Linked DNA regions of Mus musculus: region 2 is linked to region 1. A link is a contact called in public HiChIP or PLAC-seq data. All regions are on one chromosome and are shown on one strand. Each heading gives the region's core, a stretch centred on a gene start, on an enhancer-like site or on the middle of the called end of the contact. The rest is flanking DNA. Distances are from core to core; before and after follow the strand shown. Region 1 holds the start of Rnpc3 (RNA-binding region (RNP1, RRM) containing 3). Region 2 holds the start of Olfm3 (olfactomedin 3).

Region 1 (5,347 bases), core at 1,138-3,637:
ACTGAACTATCTTCTCAGTCCTAGCAGATTGCTTAAAAAGCAAAGCAGAAATCAAAATGAGTATGTAAGCTAAGGAAGAGGGCAAGAAAGGGAACTAGATTAGATCATTATAAAACTGAGTACTTTTTGAAGGATGTTTTTGGGAAGGTAGCCCAACCAATGCAAACCCTCAGCTACAACACAGGAAACATATATATATATTCTCTTAGTTGAAAAGAACTTCTAGATAAAAAAGCACATGTACATTTTAGTTAGCTAAAAAATTAAGTTGGACATATGAGACTTGCCCCACCCTCCAGCCACAGCTTCCAGGTCTGCAGATCTGTGGTTTTGGATTTCTGTTCCACAGAATGAGGTTTACCAAAGTTGTCAAGAATAAAGCCTACTTTAGAGATACCAAGTGAGATTTAGAAGGCTACCAGAAGGTAAAAATGACTACCATGCTCATAAATGATTGCTGATAAATGGCAAAATTAAGCTGCTCAAATATAAGATAGTAGTTCATGCCACTACTCGATTGTATATACCTGTAAAAGGAGGATATGATAGGCTGCACAGCATATGTATATGAACTGTCAAAATACAGGTGAAAGTTGGCCTCACCAATTATGCTGTAGCCTAGTATACTGGCCTGCTGCTGGCCCACAGGCTTTGCAATAGGTTTGGAATGTACAAGATCTATGAAGGTCAGGTGGAGGTGACTAAAGATGAATACAATGTGGAAAGCATTGATAAGACTATCAATGCTTGGCACCTGCACTTGGTATTTGGATGCAGGTCTTGCCCAAATTACAGTGGTACCCTGAAGGGAGATGTGAATGGAGGCTTGTCTATCCCTCATAGACCTAAACAATTCCCTGGTTTTTATTTTGAAAGCAAGGATTTCAATGCAGATGTACATCAGAAGCACATCATGGGTCAAAATGTTGCAGAAGAAATATTGGGTTGCTCAGAAGAAGGGCACACTTCCTCACAGCTCAGAAATGAGCTGCTGAGAGCTAAAGCAAGTTTCTATTAAGCTTTTTTTTTTTTAAATAAAGACAATAAACTTATTGACCAAGGCACAAAAACTGATGCACTTTCTTAAGAGCTTATGATAGATATTTGCTCCCATAAATACTGTACTGGTGTGTGGAGGGGAGGCATATTGTTTTATAGCCTCACACTTGTGAACTAATAATTTGATGTGAAACGGAACTAGATTTCCTCTGAGTGCTCCCCACTTTTTCTTTTCTTTCTTCCTTTCCTTTGTGTCTTTACATAGCTCTGGTTGTCCTGGAACTCAGTGTCACCCACGCTGGCCTCAAAATCACTTGAGATGCATCTGTCTCTGCCTCTTGGGAACTTAGAATGAAAGGTGTGTGCCACCATGCCCGGTTTCTGCTATATTACTCATAGTGAAATCAAAGAGATTTTTAAACGTAAAATTTAACTATTCCTTCCACACACTCTTAAGTCTGTCGGCTTCTGTTCCCATGAGCAAGGTTCCTAACAAACCTCTAAGGTTCACAAGATCTGTCTCTAGTCACTCAATATTTTGGTAATTTATCTCCCCATGCAATGCTTCCTCAAAGCGGATCTTTGAAGTACTGTGTACTAACTGGCTCATATCCATCAAGCAAATTAGAAGTAAAAGACACCCTAGGACTACGGAGTGAGCATACACATCTTGATTAATCTGTAAGGGATATTACTTTAGACCACCAGGGCCGAATCTTAGTCACAACAGTGTAGACTCCAACTTGGGTGCAAGGGCTCAGATCTCACCTATTGGTTAGCAATGAGTCTTAATCTACGTCAGTACTCTCAGTCGTGAGGTGGTGAGAAGAGAACTTACATCCATGAATACGTACGCTAACACATTTTTAGGTATTTACTCATGGAAGAAGCCAATTTTGTTTAATAAACAAACCGTGGCGAGAACTTTCAGCCTGTATTTGCCGACTGATAACGGCGTGCTCTCTCGCCTGCACTGTTGAATCTGAGGCTGGAGACTTGTGTTTCACCAGTCCTAAATGCTAGGAACACACTTGACATTTCCCGAGCGTTCTCCATTCACCAGCCAGATTCACTTTCTGAAAAATCTGGATTAAGAGCCCAGGGAGCAACAGCCCTTGCACGGTTCCTTCAGTACTTGATCCCTGGGATTACAGTATTTTTCTTTTGCATGACTGACGTTCTTCGATGAGATTGCTGTCCTTCTAACAGTGGCGTCTCTTTCAGTCTTTATTTTATTACAACCTCTCATTAAACTTAAAGCACGACTCCTAGGCGCTCTCCCCCGCAACAGTCCCGAAAAGAGAAGAGCGACTCTCCCGGAGGCCATTCTCGCGAGGAGTTCTCCTCTCGCGGGATTTCCCTGCGTCCAGAATCCTTAGCGCGAAGCGGAAACTATCTTCCGCTCAGCCTCGGTGACTGCGGGAGTTCGGCCGGAAGCTTGCGCGGAGGTTCCGTCTCTGGCCGCTTCTGCAGGGAAGCTAGATGGCGGGGCCTGAGCCGCCGATGCCGCTGTCCCGAGGCGGCCCAGGCTCCGCTTCGCTTTCTCCGCCCCGGGGAGACCGCACCCTCCTCGTCAGGCACCTGCCGGCCGAGCTGACGGCTGAGGAGAAGGAGGACTTACTGAAGTACTTCGGGGCGCAGTCGGTGCGCGTCCTGTCAGATAAGGGGCGCCTGGTAAGCGTGCGCAGCGGGCGGGGCGGGGCGGGGCGGGGCGGGGCGGAGCCGGGCCGCTAGGACCGGGAGAAACAGGACTAGGCTCGCGGTCTGCGCCTGCGCAGCTTGCCTACCAGAGAGGCGAGCATGGAATTGAACCTTGAGCCAGTTAGATTAAGGCTGAGCCACGCAGGGACTGTGTAGAGGTTTCTACCGGCGAGCGCACCCGCCCGGTCGAATTCAAAACTAGCCTAGACTTGAAAATACTGTTTCTGTTAGATTCTCATAGTCGTATGCAAGGTTTTTGGTTTTGTATTTTTATTTTAAAAAATTGCTTTTAAATCCTGGGTTGTAGAGCAGGATATACATAATAGCAAAAATTTGAGTGTAATAGACTTAATAGATTAACAAAATGCAAATACAAATATCCCTTAATTCAATCTAAATACAGTAGGCTCTCCTTGAATCAGATTGGACAAATTCAGAGTTCTAATAAACAACTCAAACTTACCAGTAATATAATTTGTTCACCTTTTTCAGGATGGTATTCAAAATAGAATTCAAATGAGAAAATTAGACTTATTACTGAAATTATAGAAACAAAGCAAAAAGAGACAATGCACCTTGAGGGGTGATTTCACTGTTAGTAAATGATTTTAAATTTTATCTTGTATAGACTGAAAAGACTTTTGAGTGAGATGAAAAAGGGTATTCCATATGTATAAATTTTTCATTTTAATAATGAATCAAGCTTCTCCATGCATCACTTTTGTGTGGACATGAAACTCACAGTCTAGAAAGGCTATGCTGAGGGTTTTTTTTTTTTTTAAGGTTTTATTTATTTATTATATGTAAGTACAGTGTGGCTATCTTCAGATCTCATTATGGGTGGTTGTGAGCCAACTTGTGGTTGCTGGGATTTGAACTCAGGACCTCTGGAAGAGCAGTCAGTTCTCTCACCCGCTGAGCCATCTCACCAGCCCTAAATGTTTTAAGAGTGATCTTTTTTGGAAAGAGGAGATGCTTTAAGATTTATTATACTTTTAATTATGTTGTACATTTGTGTATATTTTGGGGGTTTGTAGGAGTACAGGTGGTTATGAAGTTGCTGAACATGGACATTGGGACATCTTCCCAATGATGCCCTTGGTAAGAGCCCTACTGACTTTTACCACTGTCCCATCTCTCTGGTCCCCAGGAGTAGAGAGTTTTTTTAAAAATTGTGGTCTGTTGAACTCTTTGCTATTATAAAATATATTGTGTTTGTCCTTATTCATTTATGTTGAGAGGCAAAGCTGAAGAGCGTGCAAGTCCAAGAAGTCTGACCCTAGAAGATTCGGAACCTCTAGACTGAAACTAGTGATCAGTTAAATAGTCTAAAATTTCCATCCTTTCCGATACTTTCATTAATATATTGCATGTTTTTAAAATGTTACTTTTTATTAGACTTTTGAAACACTGGAAATAATATGTGCCTTAATTTTATTTCAGAAACACACAGCATTTGCTACTTTCCCTAATGAAAAAGCAGCAATAAAGGTATGTCTTTTTCTTTATTGTTAAAGTTTTCAGAGATTTCTTATCCAATCTTAGGACAAAAGTGACAAGTAATAATAAACTGTCCTTTTTAAAAGCAAAATCATTTGTGTCCCAAGAGTTTTCCCAAAAGGTCACAATTGGCTTGACAGATATCAGAGCTTCTCCAGTGCTTAGATACTGAGACTTGAGAACCGTAGATTATTAAGTAAGAGAAGGATTCTAGTATAATTTAAAAAAAATTATAAAGCATATTAGATAAACATATCTAGTGTTTATGGTTCAAAAACTTTACAAGTATTAAAAGGTATAAACCCAAGGAATCATTTGTAAAAGCTATCCCTTTTGAACTAGGCCTCTGATTCATTGAATTTTGACATGAAAACAAGAAGAAATGGGTTTTTCAGGTTTAAGAAACAATGGAATTGGCCATGAAATGTGAGAAGTCTGTCAGGAGCTAACATCAGTGGTAGAACTAAAAATGTGAGATTGTATTTAAGTGGAAGAGAAGTATTAAATTTTATTTAGTAGGTGTCCTAAAAGAACTTGATACTACTGAGAAGGCTAAAAATAGGCTTAGACTGATGAAAATTTTGTCTGGTAGGGTTTATATTTATATATTAGATTTGATGTAGAGAAAAATTACAGATAGACTACATGGGAAGCTGAGGCAGAAGCAATAGGTATCTGAAAAGGGCAATAAGAAAACAAAGGGAGAGAAGTACATGTATGCTTTGGAGGAAAAGGTTTGAGTCTTATTTTACAGAAATTATTTAGTAGAGTATTGCATAGAATGCACAAGGTTCTATATCCAATCCCAGTACTACAAGAGTATAGTTTGTAGGTCTTAGTAATACAAGATTTGAGAACAAAAAGTACTTCAGGATCCTAAGTATTTTTCTTTTAAAAAAAAAAAATGTCTTTTTTGCCACTAGTACACATGTGGAGGTCAGAGGATAATAATTGGTTCCTCCTTCCACAGTCTATGTCTCAGTCTTGGCAGCAAGCACCTTTACCAGCTAAGCTGTCTTTCCATTTCTAGTTCAGAGTTCTGGGCTGTTTAGCTTCTCTGACAAAGGAATATGAGGGTCTTTGCACAGGCATGTAATGATGTCCTATGTTACCTGTTAACTTTGAGGTGTCCTTCTGTGGAAACAGT
Region 2 (4,754 bases), core at 1,628-4,127, 1.5 Mb before region 1:
TGTGTGATTTCTTCACAGATACTGGATCATCTCGTTTATACTGATTAACATGGAGTTAGAAATTAGGAGTGGAAAAATTGATGAGGAAAGCTGACCCACTACATTTAGTTGTATCTACTATACCAAGGAAGCATCTTTCTTTTATCTAATTGGAAAGAAAGCTACATAGAAATTGAATTAATGATCCCAAGCCCTTAATTCCATACGGGATTATTTTAAAGGAATCAGGTAAAAAAAAAAAAAAAAAAGCCTTTGTAAAAAAGCCCTCCTCACTACACCCATTATGTGTGTGATACAATTTAGGAGGTTCTTTCCTACATTATTGCAAAAAATGTTTGAGAATAGGTATAGAGTTGAAGTACATAGCTATTTCCTTTCTCTTTGAGGACAATAAGATGAAGATGTAAATTTCAAAGGGTGATGCTATAGGTCTGTAGGAAAGGGATAGAAGAAAGTCCAGGAACATGAGAAACAGTTTGAGCAAGGCAGGGTGAACCTAGTAGACACTGGAAGCCATAAAGGTTACAGATTAGCAATTGATATCATGGAGACATGGCTCACTGGGCAAGACTGTGGTTTTATGGCTTGGTTCTACATGGCTACTTATAAAAATCTAATTGCTACACAGTTTGAGCCAGCTGTCACACATGTACAGTGTGGATATTTGATTATCTCAATCAGAACTCAAATTAAACCCCAGAGCTCAAGGTTTCTGTTGAATATTTTGCCTGGGGCAAGGGTTAGACTATGTGGGAAGGAAGCAGATGGCAGATGCTCTGTACATCTTTCCTCCTCTTAGTTATGTCACCTATAACCTGTTGCACAAATTGCATTTCCTCTAAAATTTTAATTGAAAAAAATTCTTCACTTATCATCTAAGATTAAAATTTAAACACAAGTTTACAATTAAGTAAACAATTGAATAAATAAATGATAGTGTGAACATGCGCAGACCAAACCATTTCTAAGGTCTGATATAATTGTTGCAGCATCAACAATTTCTGTTTCTCTAAAGATGCTCCGGTTATTATTCTTCATCATAAAGATTCTAAGCCATGGGCAATAATCTTGAATAATTAGGTAAAAGACTCTAGTTATCTTTGAAGAACCCAATAAGAAAAATAAAAGGTTTGATACTTAATCTTTCTTCATTTCAGAAAATATCAGAATACCATTCACTGATGTTTGATCAGGAACCATAATGTGACCTTCAGAACTTTTTACAGTTTTCTAAATTTGTGTTTATTTGCCAAGGAGGGCCAAATAAAGTAAGAACTGTTGTGTTGGGATGTATACACACCTATAGAAATGCTTCATAATTGGATTGATTATCAACCATATAGCTTTCACTTCGAATTTGAAAAAAAAAGTTAAAGTCCTGAAAGAGAAACAGATGGTTCCTGAAAATTTGGTGCTCTTTATTCCATAGCAGTAGAAAGCATACATTGATGCCTGTATACATACCTATTCAAACGAGTATACATCCCATACTTAATATGCAAAATTTGACAGATAATCTATCACTAGTTAAGAATCGTCTTTCTGAAAGTATTAATTCTACAACTGTTTTTAAAACCAAGTAATTGGACCTTGGAAAAAGTTGACTCAGTAAGTATTAAGCACCTCAGATTGTTTGTTGTATAAATGTGCATTAATGAGATATCATGCTGTCTGCATGGCTGCAGGTCTCCTTGACAGCTCTGCTACCAGGCCTGGCCATGCAAGCTATGAAGAAACTCTCCACAGAGGAGTCATTAAGGTACCATTAAGGACCTTAGGAAGGTAACGTGCAGAAGGCAGGTCAAATCTGCGTCCCATGCTCTCTGCTGGTGCCTATAAACTGTGAGAAACTGTCAAATTATGTAATTAATTCAATCGGACTACATAGTTAACTGGACATTGATTGATATGCTATTAATAGAAACTGCAAACGACTACTAAAATGGAGAAGTTCTTTTCTTTGCATCTTCCACTAGAGTAATTTACAAGGTAAAAACTTCAAATATTATGTTCTTTGTGAATGTTTATTTGATAGTAGAACATTTTTTAGAATATGTCTTTTATTTCAAATTTTCCATTTTCATTTGAGAAACTACTAATTTATATTTTTCTTGAAATACTTGAGTGTGGATGAATTAAGACTCATTAACTTCATGTGGATGAAGAGCTCGTTTTATAATTCACTTATGCTTTAAAAAGATGTTGGCTTCTCTGATGGAATTAATTACACACAGCCATAGGCATTGCATTCCAAAGGAAGAACCTGCTGTGACAAAAACAGATTAGGGAGAATCCTAGCTATAGTCTATCCTGTAGGAAATTACAAAGGTTGCACGCATTGCATGAAATATAATAGAAACAAAGCATAATAAAAAGATCCTTTCAGAGCTCAAGTTAATTTACCTAAAACATCATTCTTAAGAATTTAATGAGACCAACCTTCCTTTTTAGAGACAATTCTCCACCAGTCCCCCTCCCACTTTTTTTTTTTTTTTTTTTTTTGGTGTAACTTTAAAGTGTTCATAAATATCCATGAGTAAAGTTATCACACAGATACTCTATCTTTGAAGTTCACCCATAAAGAGAGCAGCAATCTCTCATTTACGACACCCACTGTTTTAAATACAAGATGGCCAAACCCACCAGAGTGACTTACTAGGGTATCTGGCGCCGACAGCCTTGTGGTGTTCAGTCCTACCAGGGATGGGAGAGTTTGGGACATCCAGTTTGAGATCATTGCCATGGTACTGAGCACAGCGCCCAGTTTCAGCAGTGGAGCACTCATTGCTGTGGAGCTAATGAGTTTTCATAGTGACTGATTAGGATCCCGGAGCCCGGCTGGCAGCGGGAGGCGTGACTGCAGCAAGCCACATCTACAGCATGAAAAGAGACCAAAAGCCCTGCTCTAATCACCAGGCAGATCTGGGAACCTCCTTCCCCCACCCTCATTGCAAGGGCCTTGCCCTGCTTTCCCTCTCTTCTAGGACACTTTGCTAGACAAACAGCATATTCTTGCTAGGGTTTGGTGCAAGGTTGGAGTGACAGGGATGGGGAGGTTTTCTAGCCCCAGAGCACTGTAGCCAGGAACAGAGTCTGCCTCTTCTGGGTTTTGTGTACAATCAGTTTCTCTTTATCGTTCACAGCAAAGTCAAAAGCCTCCAAATGAGGAGCGGCCAAAGTGCAAATTCCAAATGCCAAACTTAATTTGTACAGATTTCTCTGGGCAAGTCTAGAGTGCCTTCTGAAGAGCGTGAAAACAGTCTGTTAATAATTTCTGAGATGATCATGAAGTATGAACAGGGGATCAGTTGTTCAAACAGCAGTTTAAAATTGGTGTCATCACTTTAAAACCACAGCCAAAGATTAGCAGCTACTGCTTGTGTGAATGTCGCCTCTAGGCACCTTACAACGGAACAGACAGAAGAGCTGGCCTTGAAGAGAAACTTCTGTTGCAGAAATTCTTAGTTTCTAGTTTTGCCTTGGAAAACGAAAGTTCTCCATTCTCCTTTGGAGGTTCTCAGTCCTACATCAGACCTGGTTATTTCTATTTTCACTTTGTGAAGATTTGCACACTGGTATGGAAAACTGCAACCTGTAAGAATGTGTGATCTATTAAAAATGAGTGCACGAACGGTGGGGATCTGATTCTTGATTCCTTCTTGCCAACTGTGTATCTGGTTGATGACATAATCTTTCTTGATTTGTTAGTATTTTCCTATAAAACTCATGGGGTAGGTTTCAGGCTGAGGCTTCTTAACAGTTCTAAACTTCAGATTATACTTGAAATGTCATTTTCTTCTTTCTATAGATATGACAAAGGATCTACATCTAAATTTCAGGTTCCCGGTGAAACAAATCAGAAGCCACTGTTTTGTTTGCCTTTTGTCGTTCTTTTTATTGATATATATATATATATATATATATATATATATATATATATATATATATATATATATAAAAGCCTTATATATAAGAAAAATGTAGCAAAATGTATCAAGGGAAATGTGGGTGAATTAAGACAAAGTGGAAAAAATTGGGACACAAGAAAGACAAGCATCATTGTTATACCTTGGGATAATTTTATTGTTTGTATCTAAGATTTTTCAGTCACACACACATACTTAACAGTGTTATCAGGACAAATAAAATATTTACTAAAGTTGAAGAAGATACTGATGTACAGTGGGTATGCTTTATTCTCAAGGAAATTTAAAGTGGGGTGCTTGTTAAGAGCCTTCAAATATTCCTTGCTTCTACTAGCTTGGAATCTCAGATATATTCACTTCTCTTTAAAATATATCCAAATAAGTTCCTTTGGTCTTTATGCTTTAAAAGTCATGCCCAGAAAAACAGGATATTATTTCTTTTTGTTGTTCAAAAACCATGCCATTTGAGAGATCAATAAGCATTAAGTGCATTAGTCTATGTGCAGAGTAGCAAGGAGCAGCCAGGGGAAAGAATGAGGAATTTTACATTAGTGTTACAAGGTTACACTGCAAGAATAAAAAAGGAGCTTCGGAAATCTAAATGTTTGAAAATACACCTGGAACTCAACCAGTTTTAATAAAGGGAGAGGGGATCTTTAGAGAAGTTTAATATCCGCAATTGAAAATTAATATACATGCAATTATGGGATAATTTAAAAAGCAATGTGGCAGATGGTAATTGTACTTATTAATGAACTAATCACCAACAAAATAATAGCATCTTCACAAGAATATGGGATTGAACGGCAGAGAAGAATGGGACTCTTA

What was found. HiChIP or PLAC-seq counts read pairs in DNA pulled down with a chosen protein or histone mark.
Region 2: a contact with region 1 is called in an H3K4me3 HiChIP or PLAC-seq map of stem cell-derived neural progenitor cells, with 4 times the contacts expected there. The contact joins the promoter of Olfm3 here to the promoter of Rnpc3 in region 1. A contact is called at or near these places in 6 of 39 promoter capture datasets (cranial neural crest, embryonic stem cells, frontonasal cranial neural crest and 3 more) and 6 of 115 datasets of contacts at active chromatin or transcription factors (astrocytes, differentiating embryonic stem cells, embryonic stem cells and 2 more).

Annotation. Positions count from the first base shown.
Region 1 is chr3:113,627,189-113,632,535 of GRCm38.p6, reverse strand. It overlaps Rnpc3 (RNA-binding region (RNP1, RRM) containing 3), which reads left to right and starts at 2,387. Exons shown (of 15, transcript NM_001038696.1): 1 at 2,387-2,673; 2 at 4,144-4,191. The coding sequence starts at 2,482. It also overlaps the pseudogene Gm17954.
Region 2 is chr3:115,079,088-115,083,841 of GRCm38.p6, reverse strand. Olfm3 (olfactomedin 3) reads right to left here and starts at 2,877. Exons shown (of 6, transcript NM_153157.3): 1 at 2,657-2,877. The coding sequence starts at 2,785.